Linked DNA regions of Mus musculus: regions 2 and 3 are each linked to region 1. A link is a contact called in public HiChIP or PLAC-seq and Micro-C data. All regions are on one chromosome and are shown on one strand. The core of a region is the stretch at or near the end of the contact, and the rest is flanking DNA. Distances in the headings are between cores, read along the strand shown.

Region 1 (3,506 bases), core at 524-3,023:
TGGTCTTCATTAAGATGGGATTGTTTAACGATGACTCCTGGACTTGTACCCTTTCAAAGTTAGCTGAATCTGACAGCCACTAAATCTCATACAGAGTTATAGTCTCTTTCCCAAAGAGTAGCCCTATACTTCTAGAAAAGGGACAGGGGCAAAGGAAAAAATAGAAATTCAAAGATCAGATTGCTCCAAGGGTCAAACCCTGAAGGCCAGAATAAAACATACAGTTCCTAAGAAATGAAAAACAAGTCGAAAATCCTGTTAATCATTATTTTCTAACTATATCTAGCTGTATTTTTAAGTTTCAATGGAATTAGCCTACTCTAATCCCTGATTCAGTATAGCCCCTTGTCACAGGCACGTTTTACTGTTTTTAACATTGCTCTAACTAAATTTTGTTGCACTTGCTGTGTGGCCACAGAGTAATCTCAAGAATTCCTAGTGGCAAGTTCTTCCAGTGTCTACCCTTATCATCTAGTTTCCAGGTCCCTTTTACCAACATTTTCAGTCTCTTGGCTGGGTGGGGCCCAGGCATGCAGATACTCCTGGCTACCTTGGGCTAAGAAACACAAGTCCACTGAAGAACACCAGAAGGCTCTGTGCTTTGTTAGGAATAGAAAGTCAATGAAGAGCCTTTTGAGAATCCCTGTCTAAATCACAGCCGCAGGGAGAAAGGCAATGGATAAATTCTAGGAACACTGAATGTGTCTTACATCCGACCAGTGTTCCACCCTCAAAGTCCCAGTACTGTCCCAGTCCCAGCTCTGTGAGCTCCCTTCTCAGGTACCCTCTGCTACCTCAGTTACATACTTCTGCCACTTACTCCAGAAAACGCTGAAATACTTTACTTGCCCAAGGAAACAAAGTATTTGAGTTAAAAGTTTACTCACACAGTCCTAAGACAGATGCCTTTCGTGAGCTTCAGGGAACTGAGTCCTAAGGACCAGCGAAGCTGGGAGCAAGAGTCTCTGAGTTCAGGTGACACAGCTCAAATAAGCCCCCGGCCAGGTAAAACCTTTCCAAGGATCCCAGCCCTGCCATGCTCAGTTCTGCCCTTCCGGGAGTGTCTTTTTCTTCCTATGGTTCCCAGCAAGTCCTAAAGCATCTTTCACGCCTCGGGACCCGGCGGGGCACGGCATGAGCCTGACACCGATACCCGGTGCCCCTCGTCCCCGCCCCCGGAAGGCTGCCGGGCTGGTGACTCACCTGCTGGCCAGGTTGGGGAGCCGGATGATAGCAGGCTGTAGGGCAGGTTGCAGCTGCCACAGGGTTGGGCAGATACTGGGGCGCTCCATACGGCTGGGGGTGATACATCACCTCCGCACAACTCATGGCAGCGGGGCCAGCGGCGGCCCCGGAGTCGCCGCCGCCGCTCTAAGCGCTGGCGCAAGGGGCGCCACCGCCACCGCCGCCGCAGCTGCTGTCCGCGTCGCTGAACCAGCTGCTACTGCGGCTAAGGCGGGTCCTCGGCGGCCTCGGGCTCCGCGCCGGGAGCGAGCTCGGGAGGGGTTGGCAATCAGCGGCGGCCCATGCGCGGGCACCTTCATTTTCAGCCCCTCCGGGTGCCCCCTCTGCTCGCGCTTATATAGCGACGGGACGACGCTGCAGCCCGCCCCGCGGCAGGAGCATGACAGCGCTGGGCTCAGGCTCAGGCAACCGCATCCGAGACAGGAGCGTACTCCGCAGTACCAGCAGCAGCTGCTACCCAGTCCGGGCTAGGGCCGCTCCAGGAGAGCAGCAGTGCTTTTGCATACACACAATGCACGCCCGGGACTCGTCCTATCACTAGCGCGGGCGGCTGGGCGAGGACCGGGAGGCGGGGGCAGGGTAGCCGGAATGTGGGGAGGCGGGGTGCTTGCCTCCCCAGCTCTCAGGAGCAGTTTATCAGAAAAGTTCCATCAACTCAGGTCCACAGCGGGCGGGTCGCCCAGCAGGGGGACCCTGGGGAGGGCGGCTGCGGATTGGAGCGAAGTTTGCAGCCCTCTCCGCCTCCGGGCCCAGTGATGCTGGTGGGAGGAGATTGGTATGCGAGAGGCTCCGCGCCCTCAAAACTCCAAGGTTCCCCACCCAGTCTCAGTCACCTGGCGGCCTGGACAGAGTTGCCCAAGTTCTGGGAGTTTTTTCAGAGAGCATCAACTCCGATGGTGCTAGAACCCGATTAGAGGAAAGCCAAGTGTAAATAAAGAGAGTTATAAAACAGGCCGGGGGAAAAATATGGGCTTAGTTCCTCCATTAAAAATAGACCAAAGTGAAAGTTAACAGTGCCTTGAAGTGCCCACAGGCTAACAATAGTTGTTTCCTTGCAACATCTTCACTTAAAAGGCACATCTTGGTGGATTGGCATCCTGGCGATGTATATATATCTTTCCTGGCCTTTATAAGCTGGCTTGAATACAGCAAGAGCAAATAATTGGCTACCATTTTAATGTCTTGTTTATATGCATGTAGCTTAAAACCTTCTACAAATTGAAATAAAAAATTGTTTTTAAAAATATAGTTATACTCCAGTGAAATCATCAAATCTAACTCAATCAACCTTTACCTGTCTGACAAACAGAAAATTTTCAGTAAGGACCAAAAGGCCTAGTCTTTTTCAAAAGAAATGTCTCTTTCTTTGTCGAATGCATTAATGTTGCATAGAGTAAATCACACACACACACACACAAACCAAAGATCATACTTTGAAGCCATTATGCCCTCCCACCAGGACCACCTCTGTTTTGGGGAACAGTTCATGTGTGTGGGCATGTCAATATCTCCCCTAACACTCACACCAAGATTGTGTTTGGTATTTTGTTATGCCATAATGGAATTTCTTCACTCATTCATTATTTTTATCAATCAAGTCTTAAAATATGACTATTAAGAGTTTATGTAGGCCCACCAAAAAAAAAAAAAAAAAAAAAAGAAAGAGAGAGAGAGAGAGAGAGTTTATGTAGTTCAGATTTTAAACTGTACTCTTTCTGGTAGAACTTACTTTATGTGATTATAACTCCTTTGTCCCAAGTTGATATAGCCTGGTTAGACCCTTTTCCAGTGATCTATGCTCATGGTTACAGCTTCTCTCCAGGCAGTTCTGCGAGGTACAGTCATAACAACAGCCACCACCCACATTCCAATCTGAACTTTGTCTAATGGTGTCTGTCACAGATAATAAAACTCCACCTCCCAGCTGAACTGGGAATAGCTGGGAAGTTCGCAACCTTCCCTCTCCTCACAGTGCCTGCATCTGGTCTTAACCTTCAGTAAGTATATCCTAAACTCTACACTTCTGCTTACATCTCTTACTGTAAGCCCTAGTTTGTCCAGCTATCTCATTCAGATTCTTGAATGACGCTTATTACTACTTCCCCAGCCCCATAACCAAACATCTTCTAATCCATTCTTCAGGACACCTATTCCAATAATGATCTAGCCTCAGTAAGCCAAACAGAGCCTTGATGCTTTGACTTTTTTTTTTTTCTTATGAAGGACAACTCACTAATCTAAAAGTTACTGGCTTGCAGTAA
Region 2 (3,352 bases), core at 853-3,352, 170 kb after region 1:
CTTCAAACCATCTATGAAATAGATATAGCAATGTTTGTGCATTTCATGATGCGACATTTAGAACAATGTCTGGCATCTAAGCAAGAACTCAATAATGGCTAGCCATTAGCATTATCAGGGACATATTGTCAATTCCCTTCCAAGTCCCAAATTGGCCTCTTGTCTAAAATTCTTCTAAGTACAATGGGATCTTTGTGTGCGGACATGTTTATTTACTTTCCGCTCTGCTCTGGCAGAATGTGAGGAGGCGTCAGTCCATTCTTAGGAGGTGGAGCTTACCTGAAGACAACGAGTAATGGCATTTGTGACTTTATCATTTGCTGACATTTATCACTTAGTGTCATACTAACAGAATGTTTAGGAGACCTTGGCACCTTTAGTGTAACCTTTAAAATATTGTTTATACCTCTAAACCAATGTTAAGATGTTCCCAATAACAACCCATTACCTCTTTATTTATATTGTGTAAACTATAAAACACACGAGCAATCAGAACATGTCTATCGCAAATTCATGGCAACAGATTCAGGGTTAAATATTACTAAAACGTTTCCCTTTTCTCTATTTACTAATCCATACTGGAATTGTGCACATGTGCATGTATTTCAAATGGCATGTGGATTAACAAAAATACTTTTACATTAGAATCATCTTATCTTTCAACCTTAGAATTGTGGGGTCCTTATGATCCTCAATATGTAATACAAACATGTATATGGTTCTTTGATCCTCTCTCACTAACTGTTTGGTTTATATAGTCTAAATAAAGAAAGGAGGAAACAGAAATTCTGCACATTTAATGCATTAAGATAAAAATGAAATATTACCCTTAGAAGTTCTAAATTTGATGTTCCTAGTAACACTTTGAGTTATATTGTATGTTTTAGAAGACAGTTTTCTTTCATTTAAAATAATTTTGGATGATTCATCCAAAGTTTGTATTGTACAAGATAAGATAAACATTAATATACATATATGTCTGTACCTTAATATACTTACTTTTTGAATTTTTGTATTTTATTTTTAATGTAAACACAAGTACGTCATTTACATCTTTCCTTCCATTCCTCTAGTGCAGCAGTTCTGAACCTGTTTTGACTCCTTTGGGGGAATCTAATGATCTCTTCACAGGGGTAACCTAATACCATCAGAAGACACAACTATTTACACTACAGTGCCTAACACTAGAAAATCGTTATGAAGTATCAACAAAAATAATCCTTTGCTTGGGAGTCATCACAATATCAGGAACTTCATTAAATGATGACAGCATTAGGATGGTTAAGAACCACTGCTCTAATCCTTATGTCTGACTACAGCTCCATCTCAATTCCAAAGTTTCCTTTTCTTTAACTATAATTGGTACATATGTAAATGAATAATATATAAAACAACCTACTGCTTCTGTTTAGTATGGGTCTTGTATTTTTAAAAGAACTCTATACACATCTGAATGAAAGCATTTTAGAGACAAGAAAAGTGAGGTGTAAGAAAATAAAATGTCCCACTCAAGGTACCATGTCCTATAAATGGTAAGATCAGGATTTGAACCAATTTTACCCCTTGCTAATGGTAATCTACATTATGATGTGGGCTATGCCTGTAAAATAGGTTCAAATTTCACTGAATTTAAAACTCACTGAATTTCCCATCTTTAGATTCACCTGATATTTGAGCCTATAGAGACGTAAGAAAATCCAGCCCAGAACAAACTGTAAAAGGTACATAATAAATCAGGCAAGGCCTACAATGAAGGCTCTGCCACGGTATAAAACTGGAAGGTTTCTAAGCTCACAGAGTTGTTTGAGTTCCCAAGGAAAGAGCAATTGGTGGGTCACACTCAGAATTGACAGGCCTCCCTCTGGGAACAAGGAGTTTCTCAGGTTTAGAACCCCCTACAAGATGAAGTATGAGCCAGGTCTGAACTGAAAAGCAAGATACTGTGGAAGAAGTCCAGCTCTGTGAGTGGGAGTGGACCCCTAGTTACCAGTTTATGAGTAATGGAAAAGTACTGGGGCTGGAAGAGTACAGGGAGGGGGAGGAGAAGCAAGGACAGCAGGAGAGAGCAAATGCAGGGTGGAGTTCAAATGCATGGGGCAGCCTGTATAGAAGGACAAGATCCAATACAATTGTTATTGTAACTGGGTCTTTATTCTCTGCAGGCTCATGTACGATCCAGCACAAAAGGAGCACGGAGAGCACTTTCCAACCAAAAAGGACACTCTGAGCTATGTGTGTGGGCAACAACAGTATTTTCAAACTCTGTGAATCCGGCTTAGAATTCCCAACCAAAACACACAGTTGTGTGATGTTTAGAACTGCAGATAAGATTTGCCTTAACCTTCTAGCAACACCAACAAAGGACTTATCATTACTATATAATTAGGCCACTTAAAAAGATTTCACCTGTGTTTAAATGAAGTAATACTGTGCAAAACTACCACTAATAAGCAGGGCCTATTCTTTAGTACACTTGACATTAAAGAATAGTTGTCAGGGTTATCTACAACATAATTCTATGTTCAAATATCTGTGTGTATAGAACAATCAGTATGAATATTCGAAAGAAGGAAAGACTGACTACAAGGGATGTGCTCTGATATTGTTCATTATCAAACTATGGGGAAAACTATACAATTTAGCATACTCAGCTCATTGTATGAATTGGCTAAGGAAGACATTCAATTTATGTCCCTTGAATTTTCTCTTGATGATTAATCACCTAACTTGCATGTTGTGTTATAGTGTAATAATGCATCTTATACATACTATTAATGTCCACTTTTGAGTGAACATTGTATGTGACTATCCAAAACCCTATTTCTGGGAATATTTTTCTTAGCAGAAGAAATATGTTCAGTTTATTCTATGATGTTTGTTAAGAAAAACACTTATTTCATGTCTCTTATTAGAATCCCATCATAGCTGCGTTATAATGCATAATTTTCTACCTTTTGTTTACTAGAACATATCACACTGCACTTAAGTTCGAACAATGTAAATTAATGAATCTTTGATTGATCAAACCTTATGACCTGAATTGTGGGAAAGATGCATTTTACAGTGGGAAAGCAGAGGCCTGTGGATCAACTGAGCAAAGCCTGTATTCACAGAGACTGTAGCAGCAAGCGCAGAGCCTGCATGGGTCTGCACTAGGGCCTATGCATGTGATGTGGCTTTCACTTTGGTATTTTTATGGGACTCTAGAGTGTGTACATGGGTGAGTCTTTCATTCTTGTGCTTTATTTTGGGCTCTTTTCCTTCTGTTGATTTGTTTTGTCCAACTTTGATATGATGGATTATGTTTTACCTTATAGAGGACTACTTTAATTTTATCTTGTAGCTGTGAATG
Region 3 (3,708 bases), core at 762-3,261, 190 kb before region 1:
CTGAAGATGGCCTTGTTGGGCATCAATGGGAGGAGCGGCCCTTGGTCCTGTGAAGGCTCTATGCCCCACTGTAAGGGAATGCCAGCTCAGGGAAGCAGAAGTGGGTGAGTGGGTGAAAAGGAGGAGTTGGGAGGGGGGATAGGTGATTTTCGGAGGGTAAACCAGGAAAGGAGATAACATTAGAAATGTAAATGCATTGAAAATGTAAACGAGGATAATACCTAATTAAAAAAAAATAAAAAAAGAAATGTAAATAAAGAAAATATCTAATACATATATTGATTCTGTATCCTGTGTATTTTCTGTTATTAGGCTAATGACAAAAGAGCAATGAATCTAATATTTTCACACGTAAATTAAAACGTTTTTATTTAATGAAATAAGCTTGCTTGACACAAGGTCTGAGGATTTGCTGGTGTCTTACATCATTCTGCCAGTAGGTGGAGCAGCTATGACTACGCGTTTTAAAATTTAGTACTGTGGTCACTGACAAAAACTGGGCTTAAATAATTCATTACTGTTTTAGAATAAGTTCCATAAATGGAAACATGTGTCTACATTGGTTCTTTTAAAAACTGATTATCTGACAATGATTACTATAATATGTTATAAATCATGTTAATATTATACCAGTCAGGAAACAAAATGCCCTTCAGTATCTGTTGTACCTAAATCCGTCATACTCCCTAAGAGAACGAGTACTGCATAAATACATTCGGTGTCCAGCTCCACAGGTTCAACCTTCAATTACCTATTTCTGGACAGCATTCTTACCTTTATGTCAGGGCTCACTTTCATACTACTCAACTATCTTTCTTTCTCTCTCTTTCTTCTTTCTTTCCTTCTTTCTTTCTTTCTTTCTTTCTTTCTTTCTTTCTTTCTTCCTTTCTTTTTGGTTTTTCGAGACAGGGTTTCTCTGTATAGCCCTGGCTGTCCTGGAACTCACTTAGTAGACCAGGCTGTCCTCGAACTCAGAAATCTGCCTGCCTCTGTCTCCCAAGTGCTGGGATTAAAGGTGTGCGCCACCACCCCCCGGCTTAACTCTATTTTTTTTTTTATACATTTGAAAACTATATTCAATAACAAACATGTAAAAAGCAACTCAAGCTTTTTTCTTAAGATGTATTCCAATCTGCTTTCTCAATTTTCATGGCAAACATGGAGTACTTGCATTGTGCAATATTTGCTAGCTTAATTGATCACTTTAAAGAAGCCTACTGAAGTTGATTTTGCGTTCCAGAGTAAAGTTATTCAAATGCTCAAATTTTTAGTATGAATTAGAAAGCAAAACTTCCAAGGAACATGGAGGTTTAAGATTATGTCTGAGAAGTAAATGTAATTAAATTGATGAAGCAGTTGGAATAGTGATGTTCATGCTCTATCATTACCCCAATAGCCCACCTCAAGCCACGTCACGTTAAGAGATGATATATAATGCTCAGGGCATTGATAAACAGATTTGTCTCTATGAGTTAAATCGTTATCCTGCAGCCTCGAGACTTGCAGAGTCCCTTAGAAATTTTCCCAGTTTAATTTATAAAGCAAAAAAATACTTTTTTTTTTTAAACTCCTCACTCCATCAGCTTCAGGAACTGGCTGACCAGCAGCTTCTCATCCCTCTTTGAGATACTCTGTGGAATTTGAACATTGGGTCCACCCACGACTTCAAGACTTTGATCTCTGTGGTGCCTGAGATCATTCTTTCTTGGGTCTGGTCTTCCTCTCCATCAGTCCTATTTCATAGTCTGTATTTTAATTTCTCTACTGCATTCCAGCAGCCGCGTACCCACACTGAAGAAATCCCCTCCAGCCACAGGGCCGCCTTTCTCGGGCCTCTCATAATTGACCGTTCTCACTCAAGCCCTTTGTGCCCCCTTCACATCCCGCTCTTTATCCCCTCTTTGCTCAGCCAAGAATTTTCAGATTCCTGGGGCGACTTTGTGGCACTATGACCAATGCTGGTCCCAGCTCTGGTCTTCCTGTCCTCTTCACCCCTTGACTTAGTGGCTGGCAAATTTCCAAGGGCAGTGAAATCCAGCCCTTCACCCTCCCATCCCATAGCAGCTGTCTAGAAAAATTCCTCTGCTCCGTGAACGGATATCAATTCCAATCTCTGTTTCCTAATCTCTAATGGGCACTTAACACTCGTGAAGATAACCAGTTCAGTTTGTAAGCTCCAGAGACCGTACACACCTCTTTTCCGTCTCAGGATACTCCTCCTCAGCCTACACTGTCCCCCTTTCCGTGTTATATAAAGGCCAATGAGGAGAGTTGAGCATGCCCTCAAAACCCACTTCACCAAGCATCTGCTTCTGAACTGGAGGCAATGTTATCTTCCTGTCCGTTACACAGAGCTGCTTTTTATTGTCTAAAAGAAGCTCTATGATCAGAAGAAACTTTTATCTATTGATTCCTACACACTTAGCTTCTCTCTCCCTATACCAAGGTTTTTCTCAGGTCTCAATATTGCCAACAACACCATAAAATGCAAACAAGAAGACTAGTCCTCTGACTTTCCCTTCTTTTGTTAATCTACCTTAGTTGGATTTTAACCCCTTCCCTTCCGCTTTACTAAAATTCTACTTAGAAATGTCTCTCCGTGATCAGAATGGTCTAGTATTGAAGCTTCAGTATGCTTGCATAGTTTTCCTTCCTTTCACAGCTTTCTCACTGAGGCTCTGTAACTCCACCCACTTCTGATTATCTTCTAACCGAAGGTCATTTCTTCTCAAGCACCATTAGCCCCTGCTCTCAACACTAAAAAACAGCTTATGCTCCAGGGAGGAGGGATGCCTGGTGGAGGTGGGTGGCGGTTCTCTCAGAGGCAAAGAGGAGAGGGAGGAGATGAAGAGTTCTGGGAGGGGGACCAGGGAGGGGGCAATATTTAGGATGTAAATAAATAAAATAATTAATTAAAAAATACAAAAACGGAGAGATGAAGGCAGACTTTGCTTGCCCCTGCCTGTAAATCCTAGCCATTTGGCATGCTGATTCAAGAGAATCAAAATGTTAAGGACTAGCTGGGTGTGGTGGCACATGCCTTTAATCCCAGCACTCAAGAGGCAGAGGCAGGCAGATTTGTGAGTTTGAGGCCAGCCTGGTCTACAAAGTGAGTTCCAGGACAGCCAGGGCTATACACAGAAAACCCTGTCTCGAAAAAACAAAAACAAAACAAAAATGTTAAGGACTGTCTGGGATACACAATGTGTTCAAGGCCAGTCTAGGAACGCTGTGAGGCTCTGACTCGAAATAAAAATTACAGAACAAACAAAGAGTGTGGAAACTACTCAGAGGTGAGGTGCTAGCACAGCATTGTGTGCCTGGATCCAGACACCAGCGCTGAAATGAAGGAGAAGGAGGAGGTAGTCTAGGAGTAGAGGCTTACTGAATTGAAGCTTTCTCAGGACTATGTGCACCATCGCCACATTAGGGGAGGTGGGTAGAGCAAAACAGTTCACACTGTGGCAAGCCAGCCAGGAAGCAGATGTCAGGGAGGTGCTAGAGCCTCACTGCCCTTCCCATGTTTCCCTCTTTCCTCTGACTAAGCCATTAGCGCACCTCAGTTAGTCTTCAACATTGAAACTGGCAGACATGCTTTGCCGGTCCCACAGGCGACCCTAAACACAGTCAAGCGATAGTAAAGGTCTGCTACCACAGACAACTCAGTGCTCACTACTATCAGATAAAACATACAAATTATTATAGTGT

What was found. A called contact is a pair of places that touch in the nucleus more often than the background predicts. HiChIP or PLAC-seq counts read pairs in DNA pulled down with a chosen protein or histone mark.
Region 2: a contact with region 1 is called in an H3K27ac HiChIP or PLAC-seq map of embryonic stem cells, with 2.6 times the contacts expected there. The contact joins the enhancer-like site here to the promoter of Vgll3 in region 1. A contact is called at or near these places in 12 of 39 promoter capture datasets (the 3T3-L1 cell line, 3T3-L1-derived adipocytes, cranial neural crest and 4 more), 12 of 484 Hi-C or Micro-C datasets (brown adipocytes, embryonic fibroblasts, embryonic stem cells and 2 more), 5 of 115 datasets of contacts at active chromatin or transcription factors (all in embryonic stem cells) and 1 of 9 other capture datasets (adipose tissue).
Region 3: a contact with region 1 is called in a Micro-C map of muscle stem cells, with 6 times the contacts expected there. The contact joins the enhancer-like site here to the promoter of Vgll3 in region 1. A contact is called at or near these places in 19 of 39 promoter capture datasets (the 3T3-L1 cell line, 3T3-L1-derived adipocytes, the HPC-7 cell line and 11 more), 1 of 15 datasets of contacts at CTCF or cohesin (the NIH/3T3 cell line), 60 of 484 Hi-C or Micro-C datasets (the 3T3-L1 cell line, 3T3-L1-derived adipocytes, the AML12 cell line and 30 more), 12 of 115 datasets of contacts at active chromatin or transcription factors (the NIH/3T3 cell line, astrocytes, cardiomyocytes and 8 more) and 2 of 9 other capture datasets (adipose tissue and embryonic stem cells).

The regions. Positions count from the first base shown.
Region 1 is chr16:65,813,456-65,816,961 of GRCm38.p6, reverse strand. Vgll3 (vestigial like family member 3) reads right to left here and starts at 1,773. Exons shown (of 4, transcript NM_001368760.1): 1 at 1,204-1,773. The coding sequence starts at 1,329.
Region 2 is chr16:65,647,986-65,651,337 of GRCm38.p6, reverse strand. No RefSeq gene overlaps it. Among named protein-coding and RNA genes, the nearest start is that of Gm41469, 74 kb to the left of the region's middle. Within about 2 kb of position 2,102, at least 5 of the 459 cell types and tissues checked have an H3K27ac peak or open chromatin away from gene starts, as enhancers often do. A contact at or near this core is called in embryonic stem cells, where this site is marked.
Region 3 is chr16:66,003,119-66,006,826 of GRCm38.p6, reverse strand. No RefSeq gene overlaps it. Among named protein-coding and RNA genes, the nearest start is that of Gm52259, 94 kb to the right of the region's middle. Within about 2 kb of position 2,011, at least 7 of the 459 cell types and tissues checked have an H3K27ac peak or open chromatin away from gene starts, as enhancers often do. A contact at or near this core is called in muscle stem cells and myocytes, where this site is marked.